4 separate regions of the Mus musculus genome follow, and all the other regions are linked to region 4. The links are chromatin contacts, called in public Hi-C maps. All regions are on one chromosome and are shown on one strand. Each heading gives the region's core, a stretch centred on a gene start, on an enhancer-like site or on the middle of the called end of the contact. The rest is flanking DNA. Distances are from core to core; before and after follow the strand shown.

The links. Hi-C and Micro-C count contacts between places; a contact is called where the count stands out from the background.
Region 1: a Hi-C map of bone marrow-derived macrophages shows a contact between it and region 4, with 22 read pairs. The contact joins two enhancer-like sites.
Region 2: a contact with region 4 is called in a Hi-C map of bone marrow-derived macrophages, with 20 read pairs. The contact joins two enhancer-like sites. A contact is called at or near these places in 2 of 484 Hi-C or Micro-C datasets (CD4 T cells and bone marrow-derived macrophages).
Region 3: a contact with region 4 is called in a Hi-C map of bone marrow-derived macrophages, with 20 read pairs. The contact joins two enhancer-like sites. A contact is called at or near these places in 1 of 15 datasets of contacts at CTCF or cohesin (the NIH/3T3 cell line) and 1 of 484 Hi-C or Micro-C datasets (bone marrow-derived macrophages).

The regions. Positions count from the first base shown.
Region 1 is chr8:127,938,007-127,940,926 of GRCm38.p6, reverse strand. No RefSeq gene overlaps it. Among named protein-coding and RNA genes, the nearest start is that of Gm32590, 130 kb to the right of the region's middle. Within about 2 kb of position 1,471, at least 28 of the 459 cell types and tissues checked have an H3K27ac peak or open chromatin away from gene starts, as enhancers often do. A contact at or near this core is called in bone marrow-derived macrophages, where this site is marked.
Region 2 is chr8:127,850,715-127,853,820 of GRCm38.p6, reverse strand. No RefSeq gene overlaps it. Among named protein-coding and RNA genes, the nearest start is that of Gm32590, 47 kb to the right of the region's middle. Within about 2 kb of position 1,445, at least 3 of the 459 cell types and tissues checked have an H3K27ac peak or open chromatin away from gene starts, as enhancers often do. A contact at or near this core is called in bone marrow-derived macrophages, where this site is marked.
Region 3 is chr8:127,977,837-127,980,788 of GRCm38.p6, reverse strand. No RefSeq gene overlaps it. Among named protein-coding and RNA genes, the nearest start is that of Gm32590, 170 kb to the right of the region's middle. Within about 2 kb of position 1,453, at least 7 of the 459 cell types and tissues checked have an H3K27ac peak or open chromatin away from gene starts, as enhancers often do. A contact at or near this core is called in bone marrow-derived macrophages, where this site is marked.
Region 4 is chr8:128,334,836-128,337,793 of GRCm38.p6, reverse strand. All of the region lies in intron 1 of A930035F09Rik (a long non-coding RNA gene), which reads left to right. Among named protein-coding and RNA genes, the nearest start is that of A930035F09Rik, 22 kb to the left of the region's middle. Within about 2 kb of position 1,588, at least 14 of the 459 cell types and tissues checked have an H3K27ac peak or open chromatin away from gene starts, as enhancers often do. A contact at or near this core is called in bone marrow-derived macrophages, where this site is marked.

The DNA.
Region 1 (2,920 bases), core at 222-2,721, 400 kb after region 4:
ACACAGGAAGGTGGAATCATTTTGACTTTCTAAGTACACCATACTGTGATCTGTTCCCTTACACAGATGCCCCTGGCAGGATATACTGGCTAGGCTGCCTGTCAACCATAACCAGAAGAAAAGGCCAGGCATGGTAATGTGCTGGAATCCCAGTGCTGAGGAGGTTGGGATGGTAGATTCCTAGAGCTCAGTAGCCAACTAATCTAGCTGAATCAGTATCCCCAGGTTAAGTGAGAGAAGCTGTCTCAAAGAATAAGCAGATGAGTGTTTGAGAAAGACATGATGTTGACCTCTGGCCTCCACATGCATGCACACAGATATACCTACCTATACACACACACACACACACACACACACAGAGAGAGAGAGAGAGAGAGAGAGAGAGAGAGAGAGAGAGAGAGAGAGAGAGAGAGAGAGAGAGAGAAAGTAAAGCAGATAAAATTAGAAGTATTCAAAAGGTCTCAAGAGTTTTGGAAACACTTGGGTCTTCTTTTAGCCTGGATGTTCAATAGCATCCCCTCTTTACTTCCGTGACTCTGGGGATGAGTGACTTTGGATATGTGCTGCTTTCTGAGATCATCTATCTGTTGCCTTCCTATAATATCTGTTAAAAGATGGATTTTTTGTGAAGAACACCTTGGAAGAGATGCTGTTGCACAAGTAGGCTTTCTCTAATGGTCTTATACTGCATGAGCGAGCAGTTGAAGGCACAGAGCCGGCTGTGTGGAGGGCTGCTCCATTGCATAGAAACCCTAGCAACTACAGACTTCCGACGTTGCAGCCCAGATGCCTCAAAAGCCTACATAATGAGCTGCCTCATTCATAGGTGATAGTACACTACCGGGGAAGAATTGACCTGACACTCTGAAACCCCAGACTCCCAGCATCCCTGAGGTCTGATTAGGCAGTTTGTTGTAAGACTCACATCAAACTGTGGAACACAGAAAGATCCCATAAATAGTGCTTGAAATTGATTTTAAGGTCAGAGCAACCTGAACCTCTGACCCTGACTTTTAACCTCCCGAGTCTTAACTTTCCATCTCTGTTGTTGTTGCAATTGCTCACATTCTGAGCAGAAAGGACAGCTCCACCTCCCATGTACCAAGGCACAGAATCCTACAGTGGGACCGTTGCTGGGCAACGGCAGCTAGACCAATTTGTTTGGGGAGAATTTAAGAATGATTAGGCTTGCAGGGTTGGCTTGGGTGGTTCCTTTCTTCCTTTCCTAGGGTACCTATTCCTGGATGTTGTAAATATTCATCTGAGTTTTGCATATATGAGGGGAAACATATTTAAATGAGTTTGGGAGGACAATTTGCTTGGGTACCTCACTACTATCTTTTATGTTTTGCAGACAGCACACTGCAGAAAGAGAAGTAGCGTTTCTGTGCCTGTTATTGACACAGATGATATGCTGGCAGCCAGCTTGCTTCTGTCACTTAGAACAATGGGAACCGAAGGTGCGGGGTAACCAGTGTGGTTAGTAATTGTCAGAAAATGGGGAAGGTCCAAGTGCCAGGCACTGAGTGTTTCCTCATGCGTGTGACTGTAAAGAGTCTCCTGGCCTCCCTGTCTTGTCAGTGTTATCAACACTAAAATACCCACTGGGATAACCCCAGGAGAGCTGCCTATGAAAGGTGAAAGGAAGAAATGCTTTCTTTCAAAAGGAATGTGACTTTTTAAAGGATCTGCAGCTCACTGATGTCAGATGAGTCAAAAAGGGATAGGAACCCCAACCTCTCCTGAAACCATGGGTGTCAACATCGCCTCCTCTCCAGGAATGTCAGTATGTGCACATACTCCCAGGCACATTTATTTCACAATTCCACAGGCAGTAAAGATACTGATGTTTCTCCATAGGAACTTGAGGAGCTGTCTTGAAAACTGACTCTTTTGGTTTTCCCATAAGCCTGCAACATCCGTTGAAGTCAGTTTTTTTCTGTCTGAAGCATTCTCTTTGTCTCCATGACCACCTGACTGCTTCTGAAAGAGAGCTTCCTGGTGCTGCTGTGTCCCGCTTTAGCTACAACTTGGTCAGGAGCCCCTGGCACCATACAGAGGATTAAGTGCCCCCTCTCTGGCCAAGTATACCAGTTGTTTGTAGGGCACTATAAGCTGTGAGTTCCATCTCTTCACCCTCAGGGGGATGTCAATAGACTAAAAATGTGCCTCTGGACCATCTGACAGTATGGGCTCCAAAGCTGTTGGGCTTTTAGACCAAATTGCATTCAAGTACATATCCCATCTACAAGATCCATATCCCCAGTCCCTAATCCTGGGTCCCCAGGCTAATTTTGTAGGCTCTCTTGCATATGAGGCAGCATCTGGCGTAGGATTCAGCTAAACTGTTTCTGGATCCGAGTTTTGCTTGGATGTAAGTTAGCTATGTTGCTTCATTTAAGGGAGACATTTTGGATATAAAATGGAGTACCAACCGCTCAGTTGGTAAAGTGTTTATCTTACAAGCAGGAGAACCTGAATTCAATACCTAGAATCTATGTCAAAATCCAGGAGTGACGGCTTCACTTATAATCTCATCATGGGGAGGTGTGATGGTTTGTATATGCTTGGCCCAGAGAGTGGTATTTTGTGGGCTTTAATACCTTGTCCTAGCTGCCTGGGACTGAGTATTCTGCTAGCAGCCTTCAGATGAAGATGTAGAACTCTCAGCTCCTCCTACATCATGCCTGCTTGGATGCTGCCATGTTCCTACCTTGATGATACTAGACTGAACCTCTGAACCTGTAAGCTAGCCCCAATTAATGTTGTCCTTTATAAGAGTTGCCTTGGTCACAGTGTCTGTTCACAGCAGTAAAACCCTAAGACAAGAGGCAAAAATATCCAGACCCCCTAGGTCTTTCTGGCCAGCCACCCTACCCTAGTTGTCAAGTTATAAACTAATCAGAGACCTTGTCCCAAA
Region 2 (3,106 bases), core at 196-2,695, 480 kb after region 4:
AAATAGTCATGGGAGGTAGAGGATGGGGGGAGGGGGGACTTGGGAGGAAAAGAGAAGGGGTGGGGAAAAAGGTATGGGAGGAGACAGGGATAACATACAGAGGGTCAGGAAATTGAACAGACGTAGCAATGGGGGATGGGGAACTGGGGGTAGCCATTAGAAAGTCTCAGATGCCAGGAAAGCAAGAGGCTCACAGGATCCAATGGGGATGAGATTAGCTGAAATATCCAACAAAGGGGAAAAAAAGAACCTGTAGGGACCATATCCTGAGGTTAGACATGGCCCCGGTTGAGGGGATGGGGTCACCCACCCATCTCCAAAATTTTAACCCAGAATTGCTCCTGTCTAAAGGAAATGCAGGGAAAAAGAGTGGAACAGAGACTGAAGGAAAGGCCATCTAGAGACTGCCCCACCTGTGGATCCATCCCATATGCAGACACCAAACCCAGGCACAATTGCTGATATCAATAAGTGGTTGCTGATACCAAGAAGAGCCTGATATAGCTGTCTCCAGAATGGCTCTGCCGTAACCTTCAGTCTCTGTTCCACTCTTTTTCCCTGCATTTCCTTTAGACAGGAGCAATTCTGGGTTAAAATACAGATGGGGATGCACAAAATCAACCATCAGACTGAGCACGGGAACTCTAGTGGAGAAGTTAGGGAAGGACTGAAGGAGCTGAAGGAGTTTGTAACCCCATAGGAAGAACAACAATATCAACCAACCAGACCCCTGCTCCCAGAGCTCCCAGGGAATGGGAGGGGAGGCCCTTGGTCCTGTGAAGGCTTTATGCCCCAGTGTAAGGGAATGCTAGGGCAATGAGGTGGGAGTGGGGGGGGCACCCTCATAGAAGCAGGGGGAGGAGGGATGGGTTGGGGGTTTGTGAAGGAGAAACAGGGAAAGGGGATAACATTTGAAATGTAAATAAATAAAATAACCAATAAAAAAAAAGAAAGAAAAGAGAGGAAAAGAAAAGAAAAGAAAAGAAAAGAAAAGAAAAGAAAAGAAAAGAAGATGCATTCAAATAGTAAAATATGATCAAAGATGATGTATCTTACATGCAGAAATTCCTGAAGGTTCCATAGAAAAAAAATAGACCAACTAAGTTCAACAAAGCAGTAAGAAATAAAACATTAAAATTGAAAAAAATGCTCAGTTGAAAAACCACTTGCCAAACAAACACAAAGACTAAATGCAATTCCAAAAACTCCTGTGTAAAAGCTGCATTTTGGTGGCACACACACAATTCAATTGCTGAGCAGGTAGAGACAGTCCCAGGTCACTGGGACTCTCAGGCTAGTCAGTCTAACTGAGTCAGAGCATTCCTGTCTCAAGAAGCAAGCTCCTGAAGAATGATACCTAAGTTTGACCTCTGGCCTCCACATAAACACACACAAGATGTTCTGTCCACTTCTCCAAGCCAAGCCTATTCAGTTCCTCAAAAGGCCTGGGCCATCCCATGGTTCCTGTATTGAACCTCTGCTGTACTACTGTAACCAATTTAATGATCACAGAGGCTAAGTAAGTGTTCAACTGTCTCTTTCTCTTCTTGCTGTTACTAAATCCTTCCATATTAATAGTCAATTTCCCAGCAAAAACGTTACAGTACTAGCAGCTTGGGAAGAAGATAAGAGCTTGTAGAGATGGGAGAGCACGGTACTGCCTATGAATCACACCAGCAGGATAACTAGAAGAAAAGCATCAGTCTCAAGGAAACATTAGCTTGGGGAAGTGAAGGGGACCAATGAGAAAATCAGTCGCTGTGCCCTCCTGCATCCATCAGCCCTGCCATATCCCTGCTACCTCACTGTCCTGTGTGCTATGAATGAATCCAAATGAACTGGTATCTCTTGACACTTTTGTTTCTCCATTTTCACTGACACCTCACCCTTAGCACTTGACCCAGAGCCCCAAAAGTTGGGGGATATGGGCAGGGATAGGCCACTTCATACTTTAGTAATGTAAAGATCTTGAAAATATTTATCAAGACATATTCTCTTCTTATGTCCCTTTTGGGGTTCCCCATTCTTCTAAGACAATGGTTCTCAAACTTCTTAATGCTTAATTCGTTCTGTTCCCTGCTCATAAAATTATTTCACTGCCACTTTATAGCTATAATTTTGCTACTGTTATGAATCATAATGTTAATATTTGATATGCAACCCCAAAGGTGTCATGACCCTCAGGTTGAGAACCACTGTTCTAAGGCTTTATCAAAGCAGTGTCTCTTGCCTCTCTGAGTGTGGGTCGCATTACAACCTTCCACCCTGGACACTCAAGACAAGAGTCAGTCCTTTAAGACCCTTGCTAGCCTGGCTTCCCTGGAGTTGCCTTCAATATTGTTTAATTCATCTCTTTAGGAGGATTTCTTTTGAGTTCTTCTGTTTTGGGTCTAACTGATGTAATTTTATCTCAAAAACAATATTAGTGTGAGTAATAGACATCAAAGCATGTGACTTCCTGCTTGCCTTATGTCAGGGACTTTGAGATCAGCATCCAATATTTCACCATTTAGGTGACCAGCTCTGCTGACCCACTCAGCCTTTTTCCTCAGAGCTTCCCTTTCCCAAAAATAATACCCTCTAAATCCAAGCCAGTTGAAAGTACTAGATACACCCAACTGCTTGGAGCCCCAGAGAATGAGGCTAGGATTTCTTCAGCTAAATTACACTGGGCCTCGCTTTTTCCTTCACTCTCGAGACCCCTATCGCCAAATTCTGCTAATCTATTTGCTTACCTAATAACTACAGATCACAAATACTTCCTAAGTACACATGGAGTACTCTTCAAGACAAGCCATATGGTGGGCCACTATGGGTGGAATGTGTCCCCAAAGGCCATGTATTGGACAGCCAGGTCCACATGCAATTAGACCATGAAATGAGATTGAGTTAGTACAAGAGTGTATTCATCACAAAAGGAGGCATTTGCCACCCATCACACATGCTCTGCCATTTCTTTGCTTGTCTGTTGCTATGGAATAAGCAAAAGGAAGGTCTTCCCCATATGCCAGCCCTATGAGTTTGGACTCTTCAACTTTCTGAGCCTTTAGTCTAATCATACATTTCCATTGCATATAAATCCTCCAGAAAGAGGGACTCTGTCCTA
Region 3 (2,952 bases), core at 204-2,703, 360 kb after region 4:
CATATCCATAGCTGTTATCTGTGTGGTACTTGGTGTCCATGGACAACTTGACAGGGTTTAGGATCACATAGATATAGCAATGACGGTATTTTTAGGGATGATTCAATGAGAGAAGGCTCACCCTGAATGTGGATAGCACCATCTCATGGACTAGAGTTCTGATTGAACAGGAAGGGTAACTAGAAGAAGCCAACTGAATCCCAGCATCTCTCTCTCTCTCTCTCTCTCTCTCTCTCTCTCTCTCTCTCTCTCTCTCTCCCTCCCTCCCTCCCTCCCTCCTTCCCTCTCCTTCCTAATTGTGATGCAAAGGGACTAACTAGACTTCTCACATTCCTGCAGCCATGCCTTCCCATTATGACAGACCACCATACACTCAAACTGTGAGTCTACATAGGTCTTCCATTCTAGAGCATCCACTGATGTTAGCATAGCTGTGCTTCTTTAAGAACACAGCTCCCTGTAAAACCACTTTACAGTCCTCTACTGTGACATCATTCATGGTACTTTCTTGGATGGGTGATCTGTATTACAAGGATGGCAAATTACTTCTTTCTCTTACCTACATCTTGCTATTCTTTTCTGTGATTCCATCCTTGGGGTAGAGAAATAAAAGATGCTTTTTATTTAAATGGAATATTGTGTGTATAATCTATTTATTTCAGATAAAGTGAAATCTTCCCTTCTTTGATACAACCATAAAACTCACATTATCAAATATAATATTTTACTTTGGAATAAAATCTGGAACCCTTGGCTAAAATTTTAATCAGTTTTACTCTGACTTATAAACAATGCTTCAGCTTCAGGTCTGGAATATTCATGCAGAGCAAAGTGTTTGAAGTTGAATTGGCAGATTCCTCCCTTGGGGACCCTGTTAGAAGAGATTCAGAGGGCTGGATTGGGCTGGGTTGGGGGCCAGAGTAGAGTCCAGGTGGACCAAGGTAGAGGCCTGTGGGTGGTCCTGGGTGGGGCTTTGATGGACTGTGGCTGGGGACCTAGGGTGGGCTGGGGTGTCAGCAGAGAAGGGCCAGCAAGTTTGCATGACCGATAGGTTCTCAGTAATGGATGCTGAGGCCACCCATAGAGTAAAGAGGCTCTAGAGTTTTAGAAAATGATTCTTTCTTGAACTAGTTGGTTGCATTTGATGAGGAAGAGAGATTAGCAGGCTCTTGAGAGCTATGACAAGCGGGGGGGTGGGGAATGCAGAAAAGGGAACTCCGTTCTCAAAAGATGCATGGAGACACCATCTCATGGCCTTTTAATGCAGCATATAAGGAGATGAGAAAGTAAAAGAAAACAAATATCTTCTATTAGTGCTGCATTCCTGAAACCATCAAACTTAATGTGTGCCAGTGTTACTGTAAATCTTATTAAAACATGAATACTGGTTCTCTGGTGTGGGGCAGCCCAACTGTTTGCATATTCTTTCTCTCTCCTTTGTTTCATTTTCTTTTTAGGGCATACTCATTACACAAAGTGATGTGTTTCATAACGATATTGTTTGTGTTCATTGTGCACTTTCACCAAGTTCGTTCCCACCACCCTCTCTGGGGCCTCTCCCTTCTCCCAGCCATCCCTTCCCAGATGTTGTTCCCAGGACCACACTCTGAAAAGCACTGCATTATGAGGGTGGGGAAGTTGCTGAGAGGTGACAACCTAAAGTTAGTCAATTCTACTTCAGTCTGTAGAAGAGAGGGGCAGGGGAGACGCCAGAACAAAACAAAGGCATTGAGACAAAAATAAAAGAAACAGTTAAAACCCTTCCCAGGTCTGAACAACTTGAACTGTAAACACTCAGACAATCTCCATAGCAATCTCCGTATCATCAGTGATCATTCTGAAAAGGTTGTGGAGGATGAATGGCTTGTCCAAAGCAGAAATAGAACAGTCGGAGTTTGTTTTTGTTTTTTGTTTTCTCAATGAAAAAAAGGCATGGCCTTGAAAAATCCTGCACTCCTACGTTTAACTTCATTACACAGGAAGTTAGAAAAGAAGAGCTCAGAAAACAACCTCGATATCCATTCCCAAGCACCTTAAAAGGAAGAGGACATCCAATCATCACAAGAGTACCCCCCACCCCAAACAAAAACATCCTTGAGTACTCATTTAGACTGAGGAAGGATTTAAGAATCCCAAGAGATAAGAAAACCTGTGTGGAGCTTAGAAAAAGACTTGGTCAATTAAGTGTTTGCTTTGCAAGCACCAGGACCTGAGTTCAAACCACAGAAGCTACATAAAGACAAATATCCTGAGCTTGCTGAGGGCACCTGTGAAATTAGCCCTGTGGGGCAGAGATGCTCAGAAGCAGACCCTTGAAGTCTCTGGCCAGTCAGTCTATCCTGAATGGAGAATTCCAGGCCACTGAGGAAAAGCTGTTTAAAACAAAACAACAGAAAACAAACAAAACAAGATGAATAGCACCCGAGGAAAAACCTGTAAAGATGTGTACACACCCATGTACATGCACATAAAATAATACAAAAAGAAAACTGACACATAGAATTTTGTATACAAAATCAAACTGCGAGATGGTGTCCTACCAAGCAGAGGTTTCTGTCCATTGTGCCACCTTGTCCTCGATGCCCACAGGCAGCAGTGAGTTCTACCCCCTCAGCTCTTTGGCTCAGCTGCACCCAGATTCTGAGCAAAAGTAAGGAGGGAGAGGACTGGGAGCCCTGCCTGCTTCAGGACCAACTCCACTGAGGCACAGCATAGGGAGACTTCACCCTGATGTTCAAAGCATATGCCACTGAGCCTCTCAGATGCTTCTCATTAATGGGGACAGGGGTGGCAAGAGAGGCAGCTGCTCTCTCAGACATGCCCTGCATTGATCTGGCCTGATGTTAACAAGACTGCTCATTCTGTCCATGTAATTAGCTCACCAGTGCTCCGTGGAAGCCTGTAAGAAGTGCCACTCACTCACCCAGCTAGAGTAAGCACCTGCTATGCACA
Region 4 (2,958 bases), core at 339-2,838:
AGACACTAAAGTCTATCTCTCAAAAGGCCATTGAAAGACAGAGAACACCATGTAGGAAAGGATCTCCAGATGAGACTTTTAAAAAGTTATTTTTTAAAATGGGTATTAGTATTTGGCTCCCTTCTGTGTCTGTGATTACCATATGTGCGCCTGTGGAGATGAAAAAGGTCTCCCCGAACTGGAGTTACAGATGGTTTTGAGCTGCCATGTGGGTGCTGGAAACTAAACCTAGATCCCCTGGAAGAGAAAGCAGTGCTTTTAACCATTGAGCCATCTCTCTAGCCTTCCAGATTAGCCTTTGCTGAGGGTGAATGAGGATTGGCACAGCAGAGCTTCTTGCTTCTGACTTAGAGTAGAAGGAATTGTGTCAAGTGTCAACAAACCACTTGAGGCATAAGTGCTTAAGATCTGACTGGTAACAGAGGATAGATGAAAAACACCCCTGTGCATGAACAACAAGACTGTAGTGTTCATAAGAAGGACCACAAATGACAAAGAAAAGGTTAGCACTGACTCCTTGGGGTCATGGTAGCATACTCTAGAGCTTCAGGGAATTCTATCTGTGCCATTAAGTAGAATGGGCTGTGTTACAAAATGAACAGTGGTAAACTGAACAGTGCCTTTGAAATCATGTCAGAATAATTGAGCAACATTCTTTCCAGGAATATTTTTCTGCCTGAAGTAGATAAATAACAAAAAATAGAGAAAACCCAAAAACAAAACTCATCAACAAGAAGCCAGAAAAGTATTGTATCTTGCTTAATTAAGTGGCTATAGAATGGATATAGTGGGTTATGATTTTATTATTTATTTTGCCTACATATGTTTGACCTTTCTGTTCGACCTCTCATGATGATGATGTGTGTGTGTGTATGTGTGTGTGTGTGTGTGTGTGTGTGTGTGTGTGTGTGTGTGTATACGTTCACACATATAGCTGGTCTTTTCCTGGCCTCTGCTGATATTCTGCCTCTGCCTATTTAATTATACTGATACATCTTTTCTCTTTCCACACTGTGCCCTGCACTTTGATCCTATAATCCCACTTGAGGTGGCTTTCCTAAACACCTCAGATTGCTAATTGAGTCCAGCCTTGAGTCCTGGGCATTACCATCAGTCACACTCTGGTCCCTTGAATCCATTGTAATAACTGACTGAACTTCAGCTCCATATTTTCATCTCAGAGGCCCACATACAGTTCAAATCCCAGGGTCTCTGCACACCCATTGCCTCTGCTTTTCCTCTTGAGCTCTTCATTTCATTCCATTTCCCCCAGAATTACATGGGAGTTAGGGACATGGAGGCTTCTGTAGATCTTCTGGTTCTCTTGTCCTCCCCTCTCCTCCATTTTCACCACCCACCTAACATATTATCTAGTCAAAAAAAAAAAAAAGCAATTTGACTTGAGCTCTATCAGTGGTTGTTTCTTGCTATAGGGAACCACTCACACCCACCATAGGATAAATATATTCCTTAATAATCTGCATTCACATTCCTTCTGGAATTATACTGTGTTTCCCTCTTCTCTCAGGAGATCAGCATATGTACCTCCAGGCTTGCTCACATCCCACGCTCATCCTTCAGAGATTCCACACTATCTTCCCATAACTGCCAGCTGGGATCTGCCCCTCCCTGCTCTGCCTTTCTCTTTCCTTGATGTTCTGGTGACTGGCATGGTTTCGCTTCCTGTATGAGTCTGCAGATCCTTGAGCATTGAAGCCTTTTCTTATTCATCTTTGTCTCCTAGGGCCAACCAAGAGATTGTATATACGTTTGTTAAATGGCACAAAGAAATAATGGGAAAGGTTACCTGGGGGGCTTTTTCTTTCTGATCGGATCACTTTGATCATTGGAAGGATGGAAGGCCGGGAGGAGGGTGGTTTTATGACGAACATCTACTTAGTGCTGCTTATTTCTCGATGTGGTTTCTATGTTCTCTCCTTCAATCCTCACAGGGCATTTATAGGGTTACTATTATTACCCCACTTCCATATGAGCATAATGAAGTTCAGAGTCTGAGTGTCTGGCTCATCGGTAGAGTTCAGGTCCTGGAATTCAGTGAAAACTAGGACAGAGATTCAAATTAACTTGATATTACCCTCCAGCCATTGACGTAGTTAACAACTCAGCTTGAAGTGGCTTAGCTGTATGGATAAGCTATAGAAATATAATATTATTTCCTTATTCGAAATTCTCATGATCTCTGTCTGTGTGTGTATGCATGCGTTTGTGTGTGTGTGTGTGTGTGAGAGAGAGAGAGAGAGAGAGAGAGAGAGAGAGAGAGAGAGAGAGAGAGAAATCTCAATGCAGAAATAAGCATTGAGTGTCTTTCTTCCGGCACTGTCCATCTTAATTTTTGAGACTAGGACTCCCAATGGCCTGGTGTCCATCTAGTAGTCTAGGCTAGGTGGCTAGCAACCACTCAGGAGCCTGGCTGGGATTACAAGCATGCCCATTATGTTTTGCCTTTGTTGTCATCGAGTTTAACATGGGCTCTTGGAATCAAACTCAGGTCCTCATACTTGGAAGGCAAGTGTCTACTGACTAAGCTACCTCCTTTACCTGGCAGCATTGTTTTCAGAACTAATTAAATTTGATTCTCCAGGGTAGAGCTTTATGAGCCTTAAAACTGGGAATGCTACTCATTTCTTCTCTTTGCTCCCATTACTTCTACCCGAATGCTCAGAGAGCTGGACGTATATACACACACATTTCTGCCTGTACTTGCTCTTACCTACAATTCTTTGTCAAGAATTCATTTGCAATGTTAATGAGCATATGGGTCTGACATAATTACATATATGCTTTTCTTACACTTTCAGAATAATAACATTCTTGAAATGTACTCTTCTACCCACCCCTTTCTCTGGTCCTGGAAATGGAACCCAGTGCTCTCATATATGCAGAACAGCAACTTTACCACTGAGCCATCTCTAGTCCAGAATTTTAATTTGTCATGGA